2 separate regions of the Xenopus laevis genome follow, and region 2 is linked to region 1. The links are chromatin contacts, called in public Hi-C maps. All regions are on one chromosome and are shown on one strand. Each heading gives the region's core, a stretch centred on a gene start, on an enhancer-like site or on the middle of the called end of the contact. The rest is flanking DNA. Distances are from core to core; before and after follow the strand shown. Region 1 has its middle 22 kb from the start of LOC108710588. Region 2 has its middle 32 kb from the start of amigo2.L.

Region 1 (2,700 bases), core at 87-2,586:
ACTGGCAAATATGTTGGTGATTTATCAGTACATAATATAATAACAATCTGAATTTCTAAATTCTATTTTATACACTGTTCCTAAATTGACCTGCTAAATCTTGCCTGCTCCCTGTCTAGTATTCTATTATGATTTCACCAGAAGATATTTAAACTCAACAGGAAAGTGTCTGTAGGGCAGAGGAAAACCCCCCACAGAGTGATTGAAAACAAATACACCTCCCCACCAATTCATGCAATTTGTAATGGACAGAAAGTTAAAACATAACTTTTAATTCTTCTGTTAAAAACAACAACATTGATGCTTGCTTCCTTATATATGAAACCATTGTAGCGTTGTTCGATCTTATTTTTATAGACAGACCCATCAGGACTGGCTTGAGGGCAAATAATGCTTCTTTGACAGCTTTCAACTCCAGGGCATTTGAGGGAAGATGAGACAGATTCCTGTTCCAAATACAGTACCTTGGGCTTCCACACCTAGTGTATGGGCCCCCCAGCCTGTGCAGGATGCATTTGTAAATACTTATGTCCACTGTGGCTCTTCCAGGGGAAAACTCCTGCGTAGGTACACTGGATCTTGCCACCAGATTATATGGGACTTGAAGGCTGGAGATAAAAGAATTTTCTGAGACCAGTCCTTGCGATGCCGATCCCAATGTGAGAGGAACCATCTCTGAATTGGTCTTATCCTCCATCTCTCCCATTTCACTAGACTGATAGTGGAAGTCAACAAAAATATTTTATATTGAAAATATTGTATTTTCAATTTAAAATGTTAACTAAGCAATTCTAACAAGTAAATAACAAGAATACATTCTCAGATACAAGCAGAATATATATCAGATTATTAACTGAGCACACAAAACAGACACGAGAATAGTTCATTGTGGCACAACCTCTTGAACACAGAGTACCTGTAGATATACTGTACTGGGATGTCTGTAATACTACTAATTACAAACTTGTTCTTCATATAAAAGTTTGACTGTACATTGTTAATTAAATGCTAATAAAGACAATACATCTTGTAGCTCTACTCACCACAACCCGACCAGGGACTTTAAGAAAATTACTTTTCCTAAGGACTGTGTAGTTATTTCTTAGCCTGTCACTCCTGTTCATGCATTAACAGGCACTGTATCACCCTCTGTGCAACATGGAGCAAATATTTCTGCACCAAAATCCACTCCATGCATCTGCACTCAGGCCAACGCAGCGCCTCTGAATGCAGACAGAGGAGTGAGCTCAGGGTCGGACTGGGCCAGAGGGGCACTGGAAAAAAATCTGGTGGGCCCCGGCCCTCATGGGTCCCTACCGGCCCAGGCCTGCTCCTCCAATCAGCGGCCCCTTTAGTATAGGAGATTATTGGAGCATGATAAGATGCACCGGAACAGTGTACGATGTGTGGGGTGGGGCAGATTTAGGAAGGGAGCTATCGGTGGCTGCCAGGAGAGCCTTGGTGTCACATCCCCAGTGGGCCCCCCGTGCTCCAATCCGATGCTGAGTGAGCAGAAAGGTGCTTGGCTGTTTCCCAGCCTGCATTTATACACAGGCTGAGAAATAGCTACATGTGGTCATAGCCTAATCCCACTAAGGAGGATACTAAATGATGTATAGTGTGTAATGTTGCAAAATATGTTCATATAAATAAAAGGCAAAGAGTAATTATTGATGTATAATGTCCACTGTTTTCTACCTGGAGTTGTTATTTAAGGTCAAAAATCCTAAAACGCTCTGGCTTGGTACAGATTTTTCTATCGCTATTTACCTATGTTTATTATTTTCTCACTCATCATACCTCTCTTGGTCTTCTTACTTCAGTCTTGTTTGAAGAGATGCATTTCCTGATCTTATATCTGACATATGCTATTGTTTGCTTTCCCTAGTCTTGCCTCTCTTCATATTGCTTTTAAGATTACTGCCTCCATGGCAATGGCTGGTTGCCAATGATATTTTATTAAATTATCCAGCACCATCCAAAACATGTGGAATTAAATATTTTGGACTGATAAATAGAAATATTAGAAAAGAAGTACAAATAAAAAAGTAGTTGCCTTTCAAAGAGTACAAAATGAAAGTAACGAGTTACCTGAAACCTGCAACTGAAAGTATAAAGAAATACTGCAGATACGGTGCTGCCACCTTCTGTTACACATGAAAATATATTTTTTAGTGTTTCAATGGCAATTCAAAATAATTTCATTTTAAAGCTAGGAATAATTATGTCACACAAAATAAATATTTACTGTGGGACTTAGTTTGTATAGCTACAAGACTCATATGCTACTTATCCCAACTGTACATTGAATGCAGCAATATAAATATTAAGACAAAAACTATTTCATTACAGTAATTCATGCAGAAGTGCTAGTGAGCCTGCAACTATCGACACAGGAGCCTATTTTTTAAGTGGAAGTTAACTTTTAGTATGTTATAATATGGCCAATTCTAAGTACCTTTTGTATTGGTCATAATTTTTTTTTTTTTTTTTAGTTTAATTATTCATCTTCTTCTGATTCTTTCCAGCTTAAGTGGGGGTCACTGACCCCATCTAAAAAAACAAATGCTCTGTAAATCTACAGACATAATGTTACTGTTACTTTTTAATATTCGTTTCTAATATGGCTCTCTCCTATTCATATTCGGTCCCCTATTTAAATCAATGCAAGTCACAGTCACAAATAATAAAAAATGAAAA
Region 2 (2,791 bases), core at 138-2,637, 140 kb before region 1:
TATTATAAGCTAAAACTGCATAAAATATTCAATTAAAATAGTGTTTTCATATTTTACACATTAATAGTATTTTATTGCAAACATAAAAGAGATTAAAAATGGTTTACATTTGCATAACTTTAATAATTATGAGTGAATAAACTATAAAAATCTTTATTTAAAGGGGAAATAAAAACCTCCCTTTCAATTTTTTTTATTGTATGCAATAGTGTAGAACCCCTCACTCCAAATTGCATCAGTGACGTTTGCCCCTAATATCCATCTTGGTGCTTAGACAGCCATCTGTGATGTTGGGCACTGGCGCATGTTCCAAGTTACATCAATGATGGAAATGGAAAATAAAAGGCTATAGTTGGTGGTATGGTTTTTGCAGTTTTATATATGCTGCAGTGCACAGGTAAGTTATGAAACTCTTTTCTGAAAAGCACAATTATTAATAGTTGTATAAACTTGGCTTCAGCAAGCCCAGTAGCTTGCTGGTGCTTCACCATAAATGTGGAAATGGTGTCTGATAGATGTCTTGACCATTTAACCATCAATAAGGCCTGTCTTTCTGGGAACTCCAGGTAGGGTATTGACTATGCCAGTAGGTTGCCTGCTGGAACCGCTTGTCAATTTTAAGGCACAAACAGACATTTATTTGTAATTGTCATCCAGATGGTGAACGAGTGGGGTTAGGCTCTATGGTGATGTGCCTAAGGAACCTCTTTCACAGCCATGCAGTACTGAGTTCAAATCCTAAAAGGGGCTCTTTCTAAATCCTTGGTGTGTTGTGTAAGCTGACTTTCTGGCAGGCAGGTTTAGTCTTGGTGGCGCGGCCCAGGTGTCTGGTTCCTCGCCGTGGAGTCAAGAGTTCAACTCCTGGTTGGGCTCTTTTTGAATCCTTGGAGGGTTAAGTAAGATGTCTTTCTGTGCTGGGCCAGTGGTGCCCTTTTCTTCAGTTTGCATTAACCAGCTGTGCTCCTTTCTAAGTAAAGTTACAAAGGGAAATTTGGTTCTAATGGTCATCCGGAGGCTTTGCAAGCAGGCTTAGGCTCAGTGGTACAGTGGCTAAGGCGCCTTGGCCCTGCAGAGGAGTCTCGAGTTCAAATCCCCTGTTCAGCCTTTCTGGATCCTTGGAGGATTGCATAATTTAACTTTCTGTGCTTGGCCATTGCTGCCCTTTTCTTTAATCTGCATTAACCAGTCACCGCTCCTTTCTTTATTAACTCCCACTAGTTCCAGATTGTGTACCTCTACCCCTTCTGATGTCCCTGGACCGAGGTGGGTTGCCTTATGTATGTTCAGGAAAGCTGGGCCATCTGTGCAGCAGCCAGTGCTGTTAGCCGCAAATGCTTCCCCAGTGTAATAGTCTCCGCTTACCCTGGTGGTCCAGTGGTATGCCCCCTGGCATGCAGGGGCGCCCGTCGTGCCTTCGACAGGGACGCCCGCCTCATGCGTCCTGTTCCTTTGGTGGCCGGTTCCTCTATTGCACGCGCGCCGGCTCGCTTCCTGGTTTATCCGCCTTGTGATGACGTCATCGCGCATTTGGTGCAAGATTCAAAGTATAAAAGGGAAATTCAGTTTTAGCAAGTTGCCCATTGTTAGGTTCTATTTAGAAAAGTTCCTAGGTGCCTTGCCATTGTGTTTTCTATCTGATCTACTGTGTATTGACCCTAGCTTTGCCTGACTACTCTATTATCTCCAATCCTGACTTTTGCCTGCCTGATTACTCCGACTTCTCCAATCCTGACTATGCGACGACTATAATCTGACCTTTTGCCTGTACGCTGACTATTCTAAGCTCTCCTATCCTTATTCTGGCCTGTCTGACAATTCTCTGCTTGTGCTTGCCAGGTCTGCCTGTTCCTGGTGGTGTTCTTCTTTTCAGTATCCTGCTGAGACGATCGTGCCCTTTGCTCATCCAGAACTGTTAGCTTTGCTCCTCTCTCAAATAAGACCTTGCGGCATCCAATTAGCCTAGTGCTCCTCCCGAGGTGAAAGGCGGCAGTTAAAGGCAGAAGTGAGAGCCGAGACCAAGGAGCCTAGCTTGGGTTCTGGATATAGGGTGCTGAACGAGACACCCAGCACCGTGCACCATAAAACTCCGATGTCAGCCTCCAAGATGGTACCGGCATATCGGAAATAGCGAACCCATAAGTGAACTCGGAAATGGCGCTCAAGGCTTTGCACTCATGTTTAAAAGAGTCCTTTCTCCCCCTGTTGGCTGCTGATCCGGTAAGCTGTTTATGTGCCATTTGTGCTATCATGAGGGTACTACTGTGAGTATATGTTCCCTGACTATTGATGTGAAGCCCGAAGGGATCCTCCATCCACAAATGTTGACCTACTATGGCTCTTTTAGGTTGGATAATTACATCTGCTGGAGTGATACCTATCTACATAATGAGCTCTAGAAGGTCTCACTCAGGCTCGAGGGGGTGAGTGTTTTATTTGAGAGGTGAATTCACAACGGAGAGGACAAACAAATTTAAGAAAGTCTGATTTACTGCATGGGATATGTATACTTATGTATATCTGGGGCTGTGCCTTGCACTTCTGATCTTGCTTTGCTTGGATTAAGTTAAGTGTTGCTGTGTAAGATTGTCCATCTCCAGACATTTATCTTGCATTATTAGTGTTAGAAAACATGAACAGGAATACACGAGTAGGCAATATTTTGTCTAAAATGGAGTTATGGGATCACATGTGGTTGCAACCTGGGAATTTTGATGTAATTTGTATTTTAAAGATTCTAAAATGATTATATTCATAGTGAGTTAGATTTAGTATAAGAAATTGTACATTTTCA

Evidence for each region. Hi-C and Micro-C count contacts between places; a contact is called where the count stands out from the background.
Region 2: a Hi-C map of the XTC cell line shows a contact between it and region 1, with 4 times the contacts expected there. The contact joins two enhancer-like sites. A contact is called at or near these places in 2 of 4 Hi-C or Micro-C datasets (the XL177 cell line and the XTC cell line).

The regions. Positions count from the first base shown.
Region 1 is chr3L:70,100,492-70,103,191 of Xenopus_laevis_v10.1, reverse strand. No RefSeq gene overlaps it. Among protein-coding and RNA genes, the nearest start is that of LOC108710588, 22 kb to the right of the region's middle. Within about 2 kb of position 1,336, at least 1 of the 7 cell types and tissues checked has an H3K27ac peak or open chromatin away from gene starts, as enhancers often do.
Region 2 is chr3L:70,240,742-70,243,532 of Xenopus_laevis_v10.1, reverse strand. No RefSeq gene overlaps it. Among protein-coding and RNA genes, the nearest start is that of amigo2.L, 32 kb to the right of the region's middle. Within about 2 kb of position 1,387, at least 1 of the 7 cell types and tissues checked has an H3K27ac peak or open chromatin away from gene starts, as enhancers often do.